2 separate regions of the Bombyx mori genome follow, and region 2 is linked to region 1. A link is a contact called in public Hi-C data. All regions are on one chromosome and are shown on one strand. Each heading gives the region's core, a stretch centred on a gene start, on an enhancer-like site or on the middle of the called end of the contact. The rest is flanking DNA. Distances are from core to core; before and after follow the strand shown. Region 1 holds the start of LOC101738852 (G1/S-specific cyclin-D3). Region 2 has its middle 27 kb from the start of LOC134199968.

The links. Hi-C and Micro-C count contacts between places; a contact is called where the count stands out from the background.
Region 2: a contact with region 1 is called in a Hi-C map of whole pupa, with 1.4 times the contacts expected there. The contact joins the enhancer-like site here to the promoter of LOC101738852 in region 1. A contact is called at or near these places in 3 of 7 Hi-C or Micro-C datasets (all in whole pupa).

Annotation. Positions count from the first base shown.
Region 1 is chr13:6,543,935-6,549,556 of ASM3026992v2, reverse strand. It overlaps LOC101738852 (G1/S-specific cyclin-D3), which reads left to right and starts at 3,987. Exons shown (of 5, transcript XM_004927873.5): 1 at 3,987-4,704. The coding sequence starts at 4,204. It overlaps LOC134199969 (a long non-coding RNA gene), which reads right to left. Exons shown (of 2, transcript XR_009974674.1): 2 at 3,982-4,842.
Region 2 is chr13:6,581,300-6,586,640 of ASM3026992v2, reverse strand. No RefSeq gene overlaps it. Among protein-coding and RNA genes, the nearest start is that of LOC134199968, 27 kb to the right of the region's middle. Within about 2 kb of position 3,315, at least 6 of the 8 cell types and tissues checked have open chromatin away from gene starts, as enhancers often do.

The DNA.
Region 1 (5,622 bases), core at 2,738-5,237:
CCATACACGCAGCATCACCTAGTTGCGAGTTAACCCGGGTTTCGCCACTGTCTGTGAAGCCTGACCGGCCTTTGACCACGACCTTTTTCGCACGTTCTTGTCGTACGTGATATCCACTTTTCATCACCAGTTATCAGCGTCTTGAAAAAGGGTGCGATTTTTGTAGTAAAATTTTAAAATGTATCGAATATCTTCATTAGATTCACTCATCTTGACAGTACGAAAAATAAATAAGAATCACACATTTTCCTGTCCACAATTTGAATTTGGAATTATCTTCTTTAAAATTTAAACTTTTAATAAACAAAACCAGCCAGATACAAATAGTAGGTATAGCCAAAGAGATTTTATTACAAGCTCATACATACTATAACGCGAAAAGACTTTTTCCCCAACCTATCATTTCATTCTGCTGCAGTGTATTTTCCCATGAATAAAGTTTGTGTTTCAATCGATTGCAACGTTTAAGGTTTGTATTAAAATAAATTAAGACAACTCTCAATGAGTCACATAATTTTAAAATGTTGTACCCACGCAAAAGTATAAGCTAAAACATGCTGCAGAACGATAATGTTTCGTGTATCAAATAAAAATATTTACGGCAAAACACGCGGCGTATTAAAAAGCTGTAAAACTTTTTATCAAAAGGAGCTTGCTTTTTTGTTATTTTTCGCTGTACTTATTTCAAATTTTATTTATTCATTATACAGAGAGCCTATAAGCATACTTAAGTTACTTATTACCTTTAGTAGCGGTTCGGCCGACCAACAGTCCCGGTTGCATTCCATTTCGCCGCGTTCCATTCGATGTTGCTGGGCCCACAATAAATTCCCAAAACTTAAGGGAATTAAGTGTTAGAGCAGTATTTTATGTTGATACGAAATTAATGCATGTTTGTATTGAATTAGAACACAACAGACGTTCATACACCTTCAGTGTTGAAAAGTATTTTAAGACCTATAAAATTTACGAATATGTGTCACAGTCTAATTTGGTACATACTTATTGAAATTTAAGTTTCTCTAAATCGTTAAAAAAAATTAAATTATTACTTTTATATTAATATTGTGTTTTACGGTTATGGCATTAAAATAAAGCATACGTAATCTCAGCAACTGTGACTATACTACAATATGCTGTGTCGGACTTCTAAGAAAGGACGATGTCCCGCTCGCACTAGTAACAGCACGTTGTTGCCGTGTTTTGAAATTCTGTTCATTGTTCTGCTCATTTCAATACAGGCAAGGAACTAAAAACGTATCCGGTCAAAGGTCTAAAATATTTCTGTGCCTATTATAACTCAAAGCCTTTCTTTGTTTTTTTTTTTTTGCGGAAATAACAATTCACAACTCACAACCCAATTATGTGTTCACGTTCTCAATGTTTTCGTATAAGGTACTATTTAGATCACTATTGTTAGGCAACAAATACAATAAATGGTTTATGAGGAGTACACTAAAATTGACAACCTAAAGTGGTGCCCATATTCCAAAAACAAAAGGGAACAAATTCTTAAAACTATATTTCAATTAAAAATGGATATTTTTATGATGGTAGTACTCGTTGTCTGCCCTTACGGACATATTCCACCTTCCTATCTATATACATAGGTACTTCGCGAAGCAGTCATACATTCCATATTTAAAATGGTCAACCATTATAATTTATCAAGGTGGGTGGCATACGTACATGTAAACAGAATTCTATCTGTTTTATGCACGTAGACGTGAATAAAATTAGGGCCTTACATTATTTTGAACACGACCACAAGCGTATCCGCTGCAAAAAAATTCGGTGAAACAATAAAAGTGTCACCCTCGCACTCGCGAGGTCTATTGATGGAAGCCGGGCAGTCGATGATTAATGGCGCTGAGTTATAGCGCACTTCCTGTGCATTCGGCCCTGCAACCATAGCATTGACCAAGTCTAAGTTAAGCCCAGTCAATACATCGCAACACGTTCCCCTTCAAAAAAACCGTTTTAGAACAGGAATTCTCAACATTTTCAATGCCAGTTCATCGCATTAGTGCGGACTAAGAATACGAAGTAAATATATATTGGCTGTTGATTTCCAAAGGAACGTCACCATGGTCGCAGACTACTCAAGAATTTGACCATTTTCATACAACGAGTTCTACAATGTTCGTATTTCCTAATAAAAATTATAAACTTGCTTCACTAACCGTGCCTTGCGCTGCTACCTGTGGATTCGAAAAATACATATCTATTTTTTTTTAAAGTATGTTATTTCCAATTCCTCGTTAAGATTTCTTATAAATTCGACCAAGCGATGTGGTTAAAAACTATTGTAATCACCAAGTATTTTGGGTGCATTTTTGAATTAGAAATTTGCTATGATTTAACAAAAACGCCCGCGAAATAGTTGATCGACCTTTTACAGCCCGCCACCAAAGAGGATTTAGAACGGTTTTTTGCAATCAAATTGGTGGAATGTAGCGCAAAACTTGTACGATATTTAGCGTCATGTAAATTTATTGTTTTCTACCAATTACTGAGAAATTAAAAGTAAGAGAACATAATTAATATTTATAATACCATTCTATCTGAGTGATTAATTTATTTTAAAACGACTATGCATGGTGTAAATTCGTTTTTAATCAACTGTCATCTCAAGATCTAAATTCACTTTATGTAATTTCAGCATTGTTTCGCCTTTATCCGGCCGCGACGGGGCAACGCATAGTCGCCCGAAACATAGATCTTGTCAGATCCCCCGGATTCACTCTCGGTGCTTTTAGGACCCTCAAGCACCGGTTACCGTCCTCGTCGAGCTCGTCGATTACGAGCGAACTAATCTGGAGACACGGTCAACTGAGTTTCTCGCCGGATCTTCTCAGTGGGTCGCGATTCCGATCAAGTGGTAGAATATGCTACGCACTGCTCTCGCTAGGGCTTGCTTTAGCAAATTCTATCAGGTTGACCCCGTGAGCTCACCGTCCGGGCGTAGCTAGAATAGCCTCTTAGGCTACCAGCGTGTCGGTAAAAAATAATTGTTTCGTGTAAAGGCGTGAAAAAAGCTAGTTGTTCCCAAATTTAATTTAAACTAAAATTATACTAAACAAAAAGAAAATAGGTTGACGAAAAGAGGAGAAAAGGTCTTTACTAAATTATCAACATTGTTATATAGAATAGGTTCATTTTAAAAATGTGTGATAAATTGTAAGATAAATGAAATCTCATATCGGTATTTGTCATCAGTATTAAAATTACTGCTTAATCCAACCCTGACTGAAAATTGAAATTAAACTAACTAAAATTTCAAAGCGATATTTTCCTTATTTTTTCTTTAACTTCGGATAGTTAAAATCAATGGATACCAGACACATAAAAAGCTATTAAGTTTTTACCACGATTGCGGCTCTGCCACTGATTTTCGGGTCGAAAACCTGAATCCGTTTCAATTAATCGCGAAAAGTAACTTTTATTCCGCAGATAGATGGTAATAGACTAATATTATAAGCGTTATATTGCATCTTGTGAATTGCCATAAAGTTTGGTCCAAATCGGTACGTAAACTGAATTAAGTACATATATTGATGTAAAATTAAAATGTACTCCAGAAACAAGTAGATCTTAGACAGTTTCTTTTTAAGAAATGAGAGGTTGTACTTAAACGTTTCTTGTTGAAAGGGACTTTACCCACTGAAGTTAAAAAACTCCCCTAGGTAATGAGGCGATTCGGCCGTAGATAGAGAAGAACACAGTCGTTCCAAGAATATGGTAGACTGAACCATAAAATTGTGCAATTAAGAAAACGAATTGAAGAATAAAAACATACAAAAAAAGGTATATTGACCAACTCTGTACTGACATACAGCGATAGTACTGACATATAAAAAAAACTGTTGTCGAAAAATGCGGCAACACTGATGATTCAATTCAAATTCTAATAGTTGAATGAAACGAGAAGATGAAATTTTGATAATAGGTATTGCATATTAGTTGTCAAAAAAGAAATGGTTTGAAGAGCTTAAATAAGTTTAATGTTAAATTTTGAATTGAATAAAGAATAAGATCTCGTACTTTTTGATTTTCAAACTGTAGGTCTATTTCTACCATTTACAATAAATTTTCATGACATTGTTTAATTTTAATTACATAATGTAATTGAGCCTGGAGCGGTCAATAGAAAGAAAAAAACGAGACTTGGAAGTTGGAGTGAGATGTGAGTGAGCAAGAAATATGTTATGTATTATTATTTGGACGCCGTCGAATGGGAGAAACCTGCGTGCGGGCCTCACTGGCACCGCCCTGCCCCCGCGCCGCGCCGCTCCGATCATATTATTATGTTCGGTCGGCGGGCGAGTCTCGCACCGGCCGCTCACTGCGACTCGGGCGCTCGTCGTTGTCGCAACACTACGTGCAACACTCCGGCGCTCGCTCCCGACCGATCAGCTGTCGAGCACTCCGCGCAGAACAAATCATATCCTTCGCGACGCGTACGTGACCGTTCGGATAAACATGGAGCTGTTGTGCGCGGAACGCGTCAGCCCCGGCAGTGGCGAGGGCGCACCGCGGCTGCCGCAAGCTGCTGCACCCGACCCGGTGCTGCTGCGCCGCCGCGTGCTCGACAACCTGCTGCGGACCGAGGAGCGCTATGCCGTCACCGCTAACTACTTCGGCACTGTGCAGACCGAGATCACACCTCACATGCGCCGTCTCGTCGCCGAGTGGATGCTAGAGGTGAGCGCACCCGCGCCGCATGCCGCACCCGCAAACCAACACTCGTGCCGCTGAACGCCATTTTGTCTCGTTTCCCAGCCACGTGTAGGTAACTCCAGTCTTGGACATGACATCCACATCAATGATTTCGTATGCTCCCTAAAACAGTTACCATATCGGTAAGAACTAAGTCGCACTGTCTTCCAACTCAATATCCGTCGAGTTCATGTCTGTGCCTATCATTCAGTGTTCCATTTATGATTCGAAATAAGTACTAGGTACTAAAGGTTTTTTCACTATCTAGTTTATCAACGTTTGTAAAATCAGATTTCGGGTTACCAAATTTCACTAGAAACTGTGACGTTGTTTACATGATCAGCTGATTGCATTCTTGTATCAGTAGTTTCTTATAAGATTTTTTATTCTTTTTTTGCTAGTAGGAAATATTAATTAACTAATCACTTAACCGAGTGCAGTGGAATAATGACAAAATAAATACCTACTCTATAACAAAAAGGCTCATAATGTTCGCAAAGCGAAGGTAGGTACATTGATATCAAGTTAGCTGCGAGGTGACTGGAGCGATGAGAACCGAGGGGCCCCTGTACGTAGCGCGAGCGGGCGCGGTCGCCGACCGATGCGACTCCGTGCTCGTTCTATTTGAATAATCAGCTGATTTTGACACGCACACAGCTGACGCTCCGTTGCGCACTTATCGTTGATACAAAATAAATAATTGACAGGGCGTATATGATTGAACTCGTTGGAACACATCTAGTTCAATATTCGAACAATCTTAACATACGATCATCTTCGTTTTTAATATGCGTTCAAAGATACATTACTATATTATTATAGTTTATTCGTTTAGAATTCTTAGATTAATGAGATTAAGTTTAAATAGGTATAAAGTAGATAAGTTAGGAGAGAACGATACCG
Region 2 (5,341 bases), core at 2,066-4,565, 38 kb before region 1:
TTTTTAAAACAGTGTTCCCATCGATCGGGGCTATGACTAATTAATAGGTTACATAACAATTTGGTGGTTTTGTTGTTAACAGGCAGCCAAAAGTAGAAAAAGCAATCAATTCTCGTAGGAGGCGTAAAGTGCAGCCGCGGCGACGAATGAACATTCCTTTGGTTGTGACGGAGAACGCTAAGTGTGGAAACGGCTTCTCTTAGAATAAAATTAACTTGGAGAGAAAACGTTTTGTATCCACATGCAAAGGGTATTATAGACTAACTGAATATTTAATTAAGATTTATTTAAAAGTTTGTGTGATGAAGCTACTTTGGTTTTTGTGAAAACAAACATTTGCTTAACTTAATTTTTTTTTTATGTTATAAAAAAATTACGCTTACCAAATAAAGAACTATTTTTATATATATAAAAAAAACATATATCATGTTTTCTCTACATTCAAAAATAACTTTGTCGTTAAGTCAAATAATAAAAATACTGATAGAATATATCCCCTTTCCATATGATTCTATCTCATTATTTCTTCAGTGAAATTTAACCGTTGTTTATGTAGAGACAATGTATCTACAGCGTTAAAATTTCGAGAATTTCTTTTTTTTCTCCATGTTAGGCCGTGAGAATGGATCGCGTGCAGTCGCCACGTCTCATTAGGTAAATATTAAGATATATTCCTCTAACACAAACAGAATTCACTTTTGTTTTGAACTGTAGTAGACGAATCGAATTTCATTCCATATTAATTTACGCTAATGTGAATAGAAATGTTCTATCAATTAATTAGTCGATGTTTTTACATTCCTTTAATGTTTTTTTAGTGCGAGTCTTTTTGATATTTATGTTTGAATTCTTCAAATATACCTATGGAACTTGTTTTGTAACAATACTCCATTTATGTGGTTTTGAGCCCAGTTAATTACCTCAGGGTTAAATTTGATGTAAAACACAAAGAAAAAACTAGCAAACTGTAACAATGCTGACGTACGAACCTATGTATAATTTGTTCCGAAAACGTATTGAACATTTATGTGTGTACAGTCAGTATCACAGCATCGAATAATATTTATATAAGAAAATGCAAAAATGTACTATGTAATTACGTAGGTATTTAATAAGACATTCTTTGTAATCAATCAATTAGTCAAAATGGGGATAATAACGGTTTTTTAAGTAAATGGAATTGGCATTAGGAATATTCATCAAAAAAAAATTGCTGCAGAAGACAGGTGGGCATAAAGCTCGTCTGGTGGTGAATGGTTACTGTCGCTCGTGGACCTCAGCTAGGGCACAGCCAACTACCTACCAGATAAATCTTTCAACAATTTACATAAAATGCACAAACATATTTATGGCGCGGTCCCAACAATACACCGTTTTGTTAAAATTAGATTAATTGTTTCGAAAAATTATGGCTAAGTACCCTATATACCTTGCCCTTCGTTTTGCTGTTAGTAAGGCCTGTTGTAACCCGGTACTTATCTAAATGCCGCAAAGCAATCGTTTCGTCTGAACCGAATTAAAATACTATTGAGTCTTCAACCTCGCGATTCTAGCCGGGTGGTGGCCTTAACTCTGTGATGTCTGTGATCTCTGGTAACCATTTCATATTAGGTGGGCCCTGAACAAGTCTATCTATATATAGTTAAAAAAACTAGACGAGAATGTGCGCGCAAGAAAATATGTTCGTCTATTTAATTTTGTTGTCAGTTCCCAAGGATGATATCTAATCAGTAGGATTTACCATTACGATTGCGGTTGTAAGACCCGGGACGTGTCCCAACGGTTCTCTCACGCGTTTTCCAACTAAATTAAATATTTAGAAGAACAGATGAGCTTCCTTTACGATAACGCTCTCTCACGACATTTTCTGTTCCATTGGAATGCTCTTAATGTTTACTTCATTTGTTTGTAAATTATGGAACTTTAATTATTTAACTTATAGAGTGGTGGTATCACAAGACTGACCATTTCAGGGTTATTCATGGCACATGTATTAGACATATTCATTATCCACGTATATCTGAAGCACGATTTTTTAGCACGTAATGAAAAGGTCATTTTCGAATTATTTATATATTTAAACTGTTCACTATCCTGTACCAGCAGACAGTGAGGTATGTGTCAGGAGACAGTGATAGTTGAATTGATAAGAAGCGAGTACTCCAGGAGGGTGGTCGGCGGCGCACCGCTTTGTCGCATCTAGCTATGCGCACTGTCAACACGAGGCCTCCACATACTACACACAACACAGTTTTTTATGCGCACATGTGCGCCGGGCCCGAGACAGACCGCCCAGACCACAACCCCCGACAAATATTTGTCTTCAATTCTAAAACGCTTAGAGCCTCACGGCTCTTCAAATCAATAAAACGGAACAAGTCAATCCAGTCTACCTACACACATTCTTCAATGAACACGAAACGAATTATCAACGTAATTCTCAATTTTTAAATGATTCATATCTCTATAAGTTTATATGTTCTTCAAGAACTAGACATTGAACAATTATATACACGTTGGTCCGTAAACATGTGACGGTTTCCATTAATAATGAAGGCCAATGATAGGACGACAGCATTCCTCAGTAAAGATGAATCGTATTGGTAATAATACCATGCCCGTCAAACTCTGTATGAATAATTAGTCTATCTGAGGCTAAGCAGCATCTTAGTAACGATACAATCCATTAATTGACCGGACCTGCCGCTGAGCGAAAAAAAATTATATCTGATAAACCTGGTAAGTGTTTACTGTTTCTCACGAGCCGCGTCCAACCCTCAATGGCGCCTCGTTGATTGATAGTACCTTTGTTGACCTAAGCAACGTGAGGTTCGATCAATGAACTACCTTATTTCTATACCATAAAGTTCATAGTGTATTTGCATTTATGATCATATTTTAGTTGAAATTCCTCAATGTGTTTTATAAAAATAAACCTTATTGTTATGATCTAAAATATAAAATTGAATGTCTTCGATGATAATAGACTGGCCATTCAAGGAATTCTGCACCCTCATAACATGTACCTGTCCGCGGCCACCTCCAAAGGCGGCCACAAAAAAAAAACATAATGTTAATTTGTAACATCGGAAATATTTATGGTTTTAATAATAGCTTTGTTGTGATTGTTCAGTTTTATTACTGAAAATCGTCACTGGTTTGAAAACAGTGCGTTTTCGGTAAAACCGTTTTAAGTAAAAGTTTTGTTTTTTTTCTTGGGAATAAAAAGTCAGTGCATGTATTGAAGCGTAAGAAGACGATGCGAGCGAGGCGGGAGAGTCGGTCGGGCGTTCCCGCGGCGACCGCTCTGTAATCCCATAGTCGGTGTCAGCTTACGGCGCCTCTCTCGCCGCCGCAATTATCATATTCCACCTAAACACTTAATATTGTGCACGCAATTTCAAAAATAACTCTCGTCCGGCCCGACCCCAATCGTCCTTGATTTATAGTGTGCGGGGCGCCGCTACTTACATGTTTTACAAACGCGAATAAAGTACATTATAAAATTGCGAGATGTTGCATTGCCAAGTCAAATGTCAATTAGTATTTATGATACTTTGAGGATCGTCCGGATAAAATATTTAAATACATAATCCCGTGCCTTCAATAAATGTTTAGAAATAACACTGATAATTCGACAATTCGACAAAGCTTTACTAAAACGACATATCGATCGGTGATTTCATCATCTTATTTAGGTTGCTTACACAAACTCGCTTATTTATGTGCCCTCGAAACGAGAACACAATTTATGAATCAAATGTATGAATGAGTTAGCGTCTGGCGCTGTGGCCACGTGTCGACGTTCTCACGCCTTCCGACTGTGACTGCTTTTTATCGGAGCACCATTTTTCGAAGCGATGTGTCGCGTGGGTTACATGTGCGGATCCCTCGAGGATCGACCCCCCCGACGTACCATATGGCGCCATCTCGCTAATTACTCCATCGTCTAACGCACTTACAGCGATCATACAACGCTCACCTAGAGCTAAGAGTCAATGACTCTTCAATGACGCTTAAATTATAATATAAATTATCCGTGCTCTCCGTCGGAAAAGAAACGAATTAATGACATTGAAAATTGTACTATTGCGACCGAACTTGTAGGTATTCAGACGAAAATAAAAACTAGTTACAATAAAAATAGATACCTAAGACGGTTTGTATTCATGCGTGCAAATTGTTTGAATCAGCAGACGTTGGCCTGAACAAAGTTAATGGCAAGTTTTCTTTTTGTTCGCCATTAGTTTAACAAACAAGAATCACGACTTGAGACCTGATTGGTCCGAATCTCAGCCAACACAATGAATACTTCAATTTGGACAACAAAGACTAAACTATGGATCTATATATTATCTATATATTAATACGTGAAGCAAAAACTTTGTATCCCTTTGTACGAAAATTGCGCGGACGGAGGAGTATGAAATTATCCACACTTATAGAGAATATAGAGAAGAAGTGCACAATGCTAATATTTCTTTAAAATTATGCATTTGTAATACATTAAATCAATAAAGAAAACATTACACACACTATCATGTATTTGACGCACACACGCATTCATACTATTTATTTATTGTCAAACTTTTGAAGTCTGTTGTCAAATTGAAAATATATTAAATATTGTTTGTCTTTATTAATATTTTTCTATAGTGTAGTCTTGGCGAAATTTGTGATTATAGAAGTATAATAAATAGTCTTTGAAAATAGAATCTCAATAGTGTACAAACTTATAATTTCAATTAATTATAGTCGAATACCGACTACCAGGCGACCACTAGCTTACGTTATTACATGTAAGTATCTACATTAAGGCATTAGAAACTGTAGGCGAAAGCTGTCGTCAGCAATTATTGTTTTACGTTGAGGATTTATAATGTACAGTAAGGAAAATGATCATATTAAATTATTAGGTATGGACTACAGTAATGCCACGAGTGTGGTCACCCAACCGGCCTTCAACGCTGACAGCTCTGTTTCAAGCTTCGATTGAAAATGTACATGCTTCGATCAACAATAGCAGCTGTTGACCGAAGTGTACATATCATGGTAATGGAGTTCGTTCTAGATACTGAAGGTAACGACGTTGCCCAACAATTCCTTGAATCTCTACGTCGGTTAAGACATTGTAATAAAAACAAAGTACAAAAGGCATGGTCGCGAACTCTGCTTCGGTGGTGGGTGGTGCGATGACAAACAGAGACACAGGACACAAACAGAAGCATCTCGATCAGCTGCTCTTTTTTGGGTGGACGAGCTCACAGCCTATCTGACATTAGTTGTGGTTACTGGAGCCCATAGACATCTACAACTTAAATGCGCCATCCACCTTGAGGTA